Linked DNA regions of Mus musculus: regions 1 and 2 are each linked to region 3. A link is a contact called in public promoter capture Hi-C data. All regions are on one chromosome and are shown on one strand. The core of a region is the stretch at or near the end of the contact, and the rest is flanking DNA. Distances in the headings are between cores, read along the strand shown.

Region 1 (2,957 bases), core at 332-2,831, 2.1 Mb before region 3:
CAGCTGGGAAGCAAGGATTTCCATACAATTAATGCTTGCTGTGAAGGATTCTGTCATTTAGAGGTTTGCAGCTATTTGTTACTGAGTTTCAAGGACCCAGACTAAGGCTTACACACTTATTATCTGGAATCACAGAAACAAACCAATTGATTTTTTATTTTTTACAAAGATATTCTAACTTCCTGTATCCTGCTGACCTATACTTTAACTTTATCATCAATCATAATCCTCTCAGGTGAACTGCAGGAAATATGCTATTATGTAATTTAGTGTTTCTAGCAAAACTCTAAAGATTATAGCTTCAAAATCCACCTAAAATGGCATACATTGCATTGAAATAAGAAGTTATAACTTGATTCAAGAAGCCACACCCATGCTGAGGTACATGTTACCTTGTTTTAGAAATTTTCCCTTCTTTTAAACCTGGTGCTTAAAACTCTAAATTAGAAAATTCCTTTAATAAATCTGAATCCTGCCTTTTATTAACATATGTTGTCGGTCTTTTCTGTGTGAAAGCCAGTTTTACCAGGATCTAGCTTCATAATTATTAAGGAACTCCTCAGGCTGCTATTGATAGCTGCATTGAGCTGTCTTTCCTTTCTGCTACAGATGTAAATCACTTCATTAATTTTATTGTTTTTGTTCTTGGTGTTTAGAGTCTGGGCCAGATATTTCTAGAACCTGTCTCTTATCCAAAAAAATCAAAAGAAAATCTCAAAAAGATGTGCAGTTAAACTAACATATTTTCTTTATTCAGTATTTCTATCTGAATCTATTACTCCCGAACTAAGAAAAGAAAGATGGTATTTGTTGGCATCAGGATCTCCCAAACCTAGGACATCACATAGGGGACAGCTTGACCTGTGACCTTCAGACCGGTTGCCAAGGCAACAGGCACCATATTCCCAACATCCACTTGGCTCACCTCCCACCTTTACCTCTCCCTATAAATAAGGAGAACACCCCTCCATCTCTCTTTCCCCTCTTCTCTTTCTGCCGCCTCCTTCTCTCTAATTCCCCCAATAAAACCTCTTCCACGTGGAGCTCCCTTGGCCTAGTGTGCTGTTGAGACGCGACCCGCCATTCTAACACAGTATTCAGGTCACATTTTAATTTATCTACTAATGTACAAATAACTTGGGGAAGAGGCATGAATTTCAGATGTCAAAAAAAAATTAGTAGAGTTGGAATTCATCAGGAAGATTTTTCAACAGAGACTAAAGCACAGGATTAACAGACAGAGAACTATCAGGGAAAGGAGAGTGCTCACTCATGTGTGTAAGTATTGGCTCTTCAGGACTAAGTCTCTCACATTCCTCAAAGTTTATTGAAGTTAATACGGATCATTAAGCAAGTATAAGGACTCTGCAATACTTTTCTGAGTACAGGCTGTACTATTTGGCAAGTTATCATTGCTTTCTGATATTCTTGTTTATCTCTCTATTTAGCCCCTGTCAATAAAGTCTCAAAGAGAAACTGAAGCCTCACTCCAAAGAAGCCAGAGTAGGCAGTTTCCCTTAGCCTAACTACAATTGGCTCACAGTACGCCAGAATTTGGGGGCGGAGAAAGTCTTAGGAGAGACTTCTATTTCCCAGGGGAATAGCAGTGGGAGGAAATTTTAACCCGCAGAATCTCTGCAGTGGATGTAGAAGAGAACTGCTGAGGAAAACTAAAGTTGCCAGAGATGTGGAACGCACTGCAGGACAGAGACTCCGCGGAGGTCCTGGGACACCGCCAGCGCTGGCTCCGTGTTGGGACACTGGTGCTGGCTTTAACCGGAACCTTCCTCATTGGCTTCCTCTTTGGTATGGTGCATTTGCATGGCAAAGTGCATAATCTCCCTGTTCCTTCGCTTCTGCACTCTTGTAGCTGCTCTTCCCGCAGGAGAGGTTTCGGGTCTTCCCCGGGGTGCAGTGATTTGCATGGAGGAAGGAACCTTTAGTATCTGAGTTAAGCAGAGGTTTCCTGGGGTCTGAGCAGGATTGAATTAGGAATAAATTATCTGTATATAGAATTGCATAGATTAAAGTCAGATTACAAACAAAACAAAACAAAATAAACAAAAACCAGAAACAGTAACTAGAATTAGGTCTGACCCATTGGGACCCTGCAGGACACTACCCTTCTCAGTGCTGATTCCCAGTGGCTGCTGATCCAGATCTACCAGTAAGCTTGGTTTTAGTGGCTTTTGCCTTTGGGGGTGGGGTGGGGAGGCTGGGGAGACGTGGTGGGGGAAGGTTCACCTGTCTCCTACCTGTGTCAATTTCAAGGATACCATGGCATCCAGGACATCTCTGTGAAAGGATTCTCTTTCTGTTCACATTCTTCCTTGGACAAGCAGAGAGACATTCTGGGAAATGTGAATTACTGTCAGCACTGCCTGAACACATCCTTAACAGGAGCCTCCTGACCTTAGTTCAGATTTAGCCCAACTCTGTAAGAAACCATCTGCATCAGAAATCAGTAGCAGAGCATAGCTGATTTACAAATTCAGAGTTTGTATCACTAATTCTCGTTTACTGTGAAAAAAATTTACCCATTCTCTTTCAACCTTAATTTTCCCCATATTTATGATGAAACTTGAATGAGAAACGTACAGATAATAGGACACTATTTAGCAGGAGGAGCTTTACTAGAAAACTACTTGGGTCTTTGATGAGGGATCTGTTTCCTACTGGACTTTAGTACACAGGCCAGTCTAACTTGTCATCAAGTCATCCGTCTTTGCTCTGCATTTTGAATTACTTCTATGTCATTGGTAAAGACAGGCTCTGAACCAATTGTGTAGCCTTTGGCCAGAGACTTCAATCAAACTAAACACAAAGATATCAGTAATTACCTATGATTGCTGTGAGCCCCAATGAGATTGAATTAAATTGAGTTTCTGTTATCAGCTTGAAATGAGAATCAAGTTTTGGAACGGTTAGCATGGGATTCAAAAGCCTACATATCCTAA
Region 2 (3,188 bases), core at 339-2,838, 2.0 Mb after region 3:
TCTAACAATTCTTTTTAACCACTTTGCTACCCAATCCTCCAGGTCTCAAAACTCTCACCCACCCCACCCCCAGCCCATCTCACCACGAAGCCCCGATTCCTCCCTAAAGCTTCTCTGGCTGGACAGGTTGGCCTCATAAATGTCTAGGGCCTGACAAATCTAAAAAAGCACTGCCAACTTAGCAAATGCTCAGTATAGGATGAATTAAATAGAATTTATAGAAGATATATTCTACCAAGACCACAGACATTTTACCATCTCAAGAAACTTTTCCATATTTTAACAAAAATCCAAATTCAAAAGCATTGTATGACATACTGGGCAGACCACCAATCACCCGTTAATCCATTTATTTCAAACGTTCTACAGCATGCTTCTCTGACATGGCACAACACACAACTCCTTAGCAAGCATCACTCTCACCGCTCCAATGAAACAGAGACATTTCCTCTTTGTTAATAAAACCCAATTCTAAAAGCCTTACCGTGGTCAACATGAGCCAGAACACAGATATTCCTAATGTTGGCAGTGTTCTTCTGAAGTCGAATCATCTTATCAACACCACTGAGCACCATGGTTATTTCCTGGGACTAAACATTAAATGCAAATTAAAAATGGTACAAAATCTAGTGGGGGTGGGGGTGGGGGTGGTGTGCACAACAGCGAAAACCAAATGGACAAACTGAGAGGGAGATGCTGATGCTGACAAGTCGCCTCAGATTCCTTAACTGAGAACCCAATGAATGTTTAGCCACATCTATTTCCTTCTGGCCCTGAGGGGATATAGTCCTTTAGGCCCATGTTCCATGGTAAAGTCCACACATCCTGCTGACAGTACTTGTGGGGTGAGCTGGGAGTTTCCGGATCTGCCATGCGATGAATCACGCAGTTGGGAGCCAGGTGCAGAGGCGCCCGGCTAAGTCACACTCACACTCACATACATACATACATACATACATACACACACACACACACACACACACACACACACACACACCAGAGACAGACAGTCAGTCTCTCTCTCTCTCTCTCTCTCTCTCTCACACACACACACACACACACACACACACACACACCCTTCCCTACTTCAGTCCCTCCAAAAGTCTGCCTTTCTGTCAAGCTTGCTGGCTTTTATCAGACATGAGAACTTCGGCCCTGTGACTGCACTGAGTGTCCTTAAAAGTTTTTGGATCACGTGCCTAGGAACACACCAGGTGCACGACACACCTTCTACCCCTCTCTCCAATTAAAAGAAGCAAATCGAGGTCTGCATGCCCTTCCTCCTCTTGGGTTCCTGGAGTCGCTGCCGCTGAGAGTACCGGGTCCCTATAAAGTGCAGCCGCTCGGGACACTCCTCGCCCAGCCCAATCGACATGACCCCCCCGGGTCTCCGTCACCGTCTGGTCGCCGGCGTCCCTAGCAAGTCCCCCCACTCACCAGCTCCACGCCGCACCTCACCCACGCACCTAAGACTCCAGGGGTAGCTCAGACCGGAAGTCGCAGGAGCCTGGGGGCGGGGCCTGTGGGCCTGTGACCTCTGACCCGCGCGCATCTAGAACATCACCGGAAGCCACGTCGTTTCCCTTCAACTTGGAGTTCCGCGGTCGCCTTGACGACGGCGGACGCTGTAGCTGCTCTGAAGTGTGCCAGCCTAAGCCTGCGGAGGGGGACGCTGGAGCGCAGAGCATGAGGAACTGGTGTCTGTGCCAGATTTGCACCTGCGGGTAAGAAACGTCCGCCCGGTGTGGCGTCCGCAGAGCCGCGAGCCCCGCCGCGCACACCCCCTAAGGACTCCCTTGCCTGAACCGGAGGAGACCCCTACTCCACCCCCACCCCCCACCCCCCACCCCCGACCTTATGCTCTGCTAAATGCTGCCCATTTCCTCTGCTTGGCTAGCTCCTGGGCAAAACTTATTTTCTTTGCATTCCCTGAGGCTTCCCATCCAGAGATTTAAGCTAAAATACAGTTCAGATCAGCTAAGTAGTATGAGCAAATATGGCTGGTAAGTGATGGAGTCACCCACCGATTCTATTGGTTAACTTAAAAGAACAGTATCCATGGTATTTCGTTTGCCACCCAGAACCTTCCATCCTCTAAACTCTATTTTTATTCCTGCCAAGGCAACATTTTCCTGAGGCCTTTCTGACAGACAAAAATGGCAATAGTCCTCACCGTAAACCTCAGGTTTGGTTTGTAAGTCCTGCCTAACAACTTTACATCACCAGTAAACACATTCTTCTCTATCCTCAAGCTTACTGTTTACCCAGGGGTTAGATCACCTTTGATAAGTGAATAAGAGTAACTGAGTAACGCCAAGCCCTTTGTACTTGTAATCCCCTTCTAAGGGCAACCAGCTACAACACATATTGATTGAGAGCAGTTTCTCAGCCCCTTTTGTAATAAACATTGTTTGTATGTTTGAACAGATGCAAACATAACTTTTAAGGCTTGAATCTGCAAAATCTTGTATGTAAGAAAAAAAATGTATTTGAATCTGAATTTATCTACAAACTAAGTTATTTTCCCATCCACCCATCAGGAAATTCATTATATTAGGGACTTTACATTCTTCAAGAATAATATCACCATCCACAGAGCTGGGGGGACTGCCAATGTAAGAGGAATCCCCTTTAGGCTTTGAAGCATGGCTAATAACTTCTGCCGAAATGTCCCTTGCAAACACTTAGTTGCAGCGAGAGCACTGCCTTAGCTGCTTTCAGTTTTATAACTGAGGTACAAGAATCTTTGACAAAATGGGTAGTTACTATGACATACATAGTTCCACTCAGCCAATGGTTTTTAAACTTTGGCTACCTTCATGAGTCATTGTCTCAAAACGGGGCAAAGATTCTTCACCATCATCCCTCCCCATACCACCTCTCATCTTTTGCCTCCTTTCCTGTTGGAAGGAAAGATGGAAGATCTGTCCATATTCATTTGTTGTTGAAGACTATCTGTTAGGTACATTTGCACCACTGTGGTAGCACTGTGGTAAAAACAGCGAAGGAGAGGAGGTCTGTTTGGGCATACAGTTTGAGAGGGTGCAGTCCCTGGCAGTCAAACATGGTGGGGTTCTTGTTCATGTAACACGAAGCAAGACTTTTTACATGCTGGCAGACCAGGAGGTAGAAAGCCTGTGGAATCAAGACCCAGGCTCTCATCTTCCAAGGGCTGCTGTTTACAACTT
Region 3 (3,078 bases), core at 266-2,765:
ATTTTATTTGGCCCTGGGTTTCACTACTTAGCTCTGGTCACCCTGGAACTTGCTATATCCACCAGGCTGACCTAGTACTCACAGAGGTATATTTTTCTTTGCCTCTCCATGCTGAAAGTATAAAGGCCTGGGCCACGGTGGCTGGCCAGGCTTAGCTTTGGTGATTTATTTTAGAATATCCTGCCCCAGAAACTTGTCTGTCACCTCACAAGAGCATTGTGTGTTTCTCCCAAGCCCTCTTCAGGAACACTTCCTTTCGTTTTCCATGAAGTCATAAGAATTTTTCAAATGCCACCTTTTCTTCAAAGAATTCTACCTGACCTCCACCATGTCCTCTATTCTGTCTCCTCCTTATTCTACAGGATTACAGAAAGCAGCCCAAACCACACATGGTTAGCCGTATCTCAACCTTGTGACCATGAGCCCCTATTACTGTAAAAATAGGGCAGAAATTTCAGGGAAATAGGTAAAGAGAGCACAGTGACAAAGATAAACATTGTAAAACACCAAAAGGCACAACCCCAAGACTAACAAAATAACATAATTTCAAATAAAGACAGGACTCTAGGCAATCCTGTTTGGGCTGGGGAAATCTCAGGAGAGCTGTCCCCCACTTCTCCCGCACAACCTGTGCAGGGCTGCTGGACTAGAATCTACCGCTTCCGCGAGAAGGTCCAGGGGGCTTCCCGAGTCCAGGCGTGTAGGTGTGTATTACACAAGCGAGCACACACGCCTCAGGTCTCGCTCTCTGTAAATCGTGGTTCAGGACAGGGCAGAGTTCAGACCTGGCACTTTGGGCTGGCCCTCCTGGTCTTCTAGGGGCCTGGGCAACAGAATCTCAATCTATGTCGTCTCTCAAACTACGCAGGTGGAACACCAGCTCTAGACAAGGGTAGTCTATCCCTGGGAGGATGCAGAGCCCGGAGCTACGTCATCAGACACCCCATCCCCTCGCCGTCCCCCAAGTCTGCACCAGAGCCCTCTTGCTCCTGAGGCAACATCAAAAAGCTAACCTAGCCCGCTGACCTGGCCGAGGCAGGGGCGTGGCCGAGAGAAAAGCAGCGCCTCTGTGCCACGCCCCTCAAATGCCTTGACCAATAATAGCACTCTCCGAGATCCGGCCCCGCCCCCACGCCGCCTCCGGCCCGCGGCCCCGCCCGGGCCGGTCATAATTAGGCAGCGGGCTGGGACTGCCGCGTCAGCGCGCGTTGAGAGCCAATCGCGGGCGCTCCCTTGAGGCCGCGTCACAGGCCGAGCAGCCAAACAGAAAAGTTTAATAAACAGCGGACGGAGGGCCGGCGGCGGCGGGCCGGGAGCGAGTGGGGGTTTGGCGGCCTCACCTGTCCTCACTCTCAGCGGCGGCGAGAGGCGGCGGCGGCAGCGCGTCCGGCGGAGAGGGCCGCCGCCAGGTGAGGAGTGCGGGCAGCGGTGGGCGCAGCCTCCGGGCGGCCTGGGAGCCGGAAGCGGCGGGCGGCGCAGCAGGTGGCCTCGCAGTGGCGAGCGGAGGGCGCGGTCCCGGTGGGGCGCGGTCCCGGGCTCCCCGGGCGCGCGCTGAGCTCGGGGTCGGGGTGGGCGCGCCTGGGGCCAGTCCGGAGCAGCTGCCGCACGCCGGGCAGCGTCCTCACGTCCCTTTGGTAGGCTGAGGCTAGAGAAGGCTCAGAGGGAGTCTCCGGGATTCCAAGCTCTCTGCTCCTCTGAGAGCGTTTTCAAGTTTCTCACTGTTGGATGCGTAAACAAGCTACACGGAGTGTGGCGTCTGAAGTCAATCTAACTCTATCAGAACTCAGTGATTTGCCATCATCATCCAGAATTGTCAGGCGTTTGTGGGAACTGGGGCCTTGGGGTCACCTCCAAGCCGTGCATGCTAACTAGCTTGGTAGTCAGCACCTAGTGGTTCCGAAAACCGAAATTAAACGTCACTTTCAAACTATATTCGAAATTTATCCTTTTCCTAATTAAAATGCCACGTAGGCTTTTGAGATTATTTATGAAGTATTTTATGGCAATTGCTGTTTTATGTATTATTTCCAGGCCTGCGGGGACAATTTTTTGGTAAACCATGAACATTTAAATGGAGAAAAGACATTGTCTTAATTTTTCCTTTTTCCTTTTTTTTTTTTTTTTTTTAACATTTAAAAAACACGTAAGCCGGGCGTGGTGGCGCACGCCTTTAATCCCAGCACTTGGGAGGCAGAGGCAGGCGGATTCCAGCCTGTTCTACACAGTGAGTTCCAGGACAGCCAGGGCTACACAGAGAAACCCTGTCTCGGGGTGGGGGTGGGGTGGGGCGGGGAGACAAACATGTAAGAGGGGTAATAGGCACAGATAGGAAAATTTCAGGCTTGATTGCTGTTTTGACTGCAGCCATACTTTCCTGTGTTAATGTCAAAACTCACAATATGAGTTATATCACAAAGTTTTTAAAGTAATGGTCAGTCCTGGGAGAATACACAACACAATGTACTATAAAGAGAGAAAACATAAACTTTCAGACTCCTCACTCCAGAGCCAGAACTAGAACATTACTCAAACTTGTATGTGTTCACGAGTTTCTTATCTGGCCTAACCCAGTTTACTGTTTCTTACTGAGGTAAATAAACATTCTAGACTCGGTGGATTTGCTCATTCTCTAGCCTTTTAAAAATTAGTTTTGTCACACACTAATCTCTTCAAACAGTGTCACTTTAGGTTCCTTGCCCTTTGAACTTTGGACAGATAGTGTATGGTTGTGGTTCATCCATTTCATTGTTTCTTAATGCTGTGTTCCTCCCTTCACCCCAGTGTTTCGATGGTGTTTCTTGTTTTGCTTCTAACAAGTGTACTCTGGGAACTTTTCTTCTTGCAGCTGTTGTTGCCCAAGTTGCCTGTCGAAAAGTAAATACTGTAGATCGTGGTAGAAAGTTGTAGGCAATCAGTAATAAAATAGAGATGAAAACGTTACGATTCTGCTTCCTTCCTTTAATCAGGAAGACTCACTGTTCTTGTGACTGGTTCCTAGTTGCTATGTTTGCATGAGGAACTAAGATTTCTGTTAATCTCTACACCGAATCCCTTCAAACCGGCTGTGGAAAGTTTGGC

Evidence for each region. Promoter capture Hi-C pulls out the DNA fragments that hold promoters and counts their contacts. Capture Hi-C pulls out chosen DNA fragments and counts their contacts.
Region 1: a contact with region 3 is called in a promoter capture Hi-C map of hippocampal neurons, with 5 times the contacts expected there. The contact joins the promoter of Folh1 here to the promoter of 2610206C17Rik in region 3. A contact is called at or near these places in 2 of 39 promoter capture datasets (cranial neural crest and hippocampal neurons).
Region 2: a promoter capture Hi-C map of adipose tissue shows a contact between it and region 3, with 5 times the contacts expected there. The contact joins the promoter of Saxo2 here to the promoter of 2610206C17Rik in region 3. A contact is called at or near these places in 3 of 39 promoter capture datasets (the C10 cell line, cranial neural crest and pre-B cells), 2 of 484 Hi-C or Micro-C datasets (muscle stem cells and pre-B cells) and 1 of 9 other capture datasets (adipose tissue).

What each region holds. Positions count from the first base shown.
Region 1 is chr7:86,774,488-86,777,444 of GRCm38.p6, reverse strand. It overlaps Folh1 (folate hydrolase 1), which reads left to right and starts at 1,581. Exons shown (of 19, transcript NM_016770.3): 1 at 1,581-1,806. The coding sequence starts at 1,686.
Region 2 is chr7:82,646,928-82,650,115 of GRCm38.p6, reverse strand. It overlaps Saxo2 (stabilizer of axonemal microtubules 2), which reads left to right and starts at 1,588. Exons shown (of 3, transcript NM_177894.4): 1 at 1,588-1,724. The coding sequence starts at 1,687. It overlaps Efl1 (elongation factor like GTPase 1), which reads right to left and starts at 1,502. Exons shown (of 20, transcript NM_175317.3): 1 at 1,438-1,502; 2 at 485-590. The coding sequence starts at 575.
Region 3 is chr7:84,688,077-84,691,154 of GRCm38.p6, reverse strand. It overlaps 2610206C17Rik (RIKEN cDNA 2610206C17 gene), which reads right to left and starts at 1,515. Exons shown (of 5, transcript NR_038175.1): 1 at 1,341-1,515. It overlaps Zfand6 (zinc finger, AN1-type domain 6), which reads left to right and starts at 1,198. Exons shown (of 7, transcript NM_001360578.1): 1 at 1,198-1,409.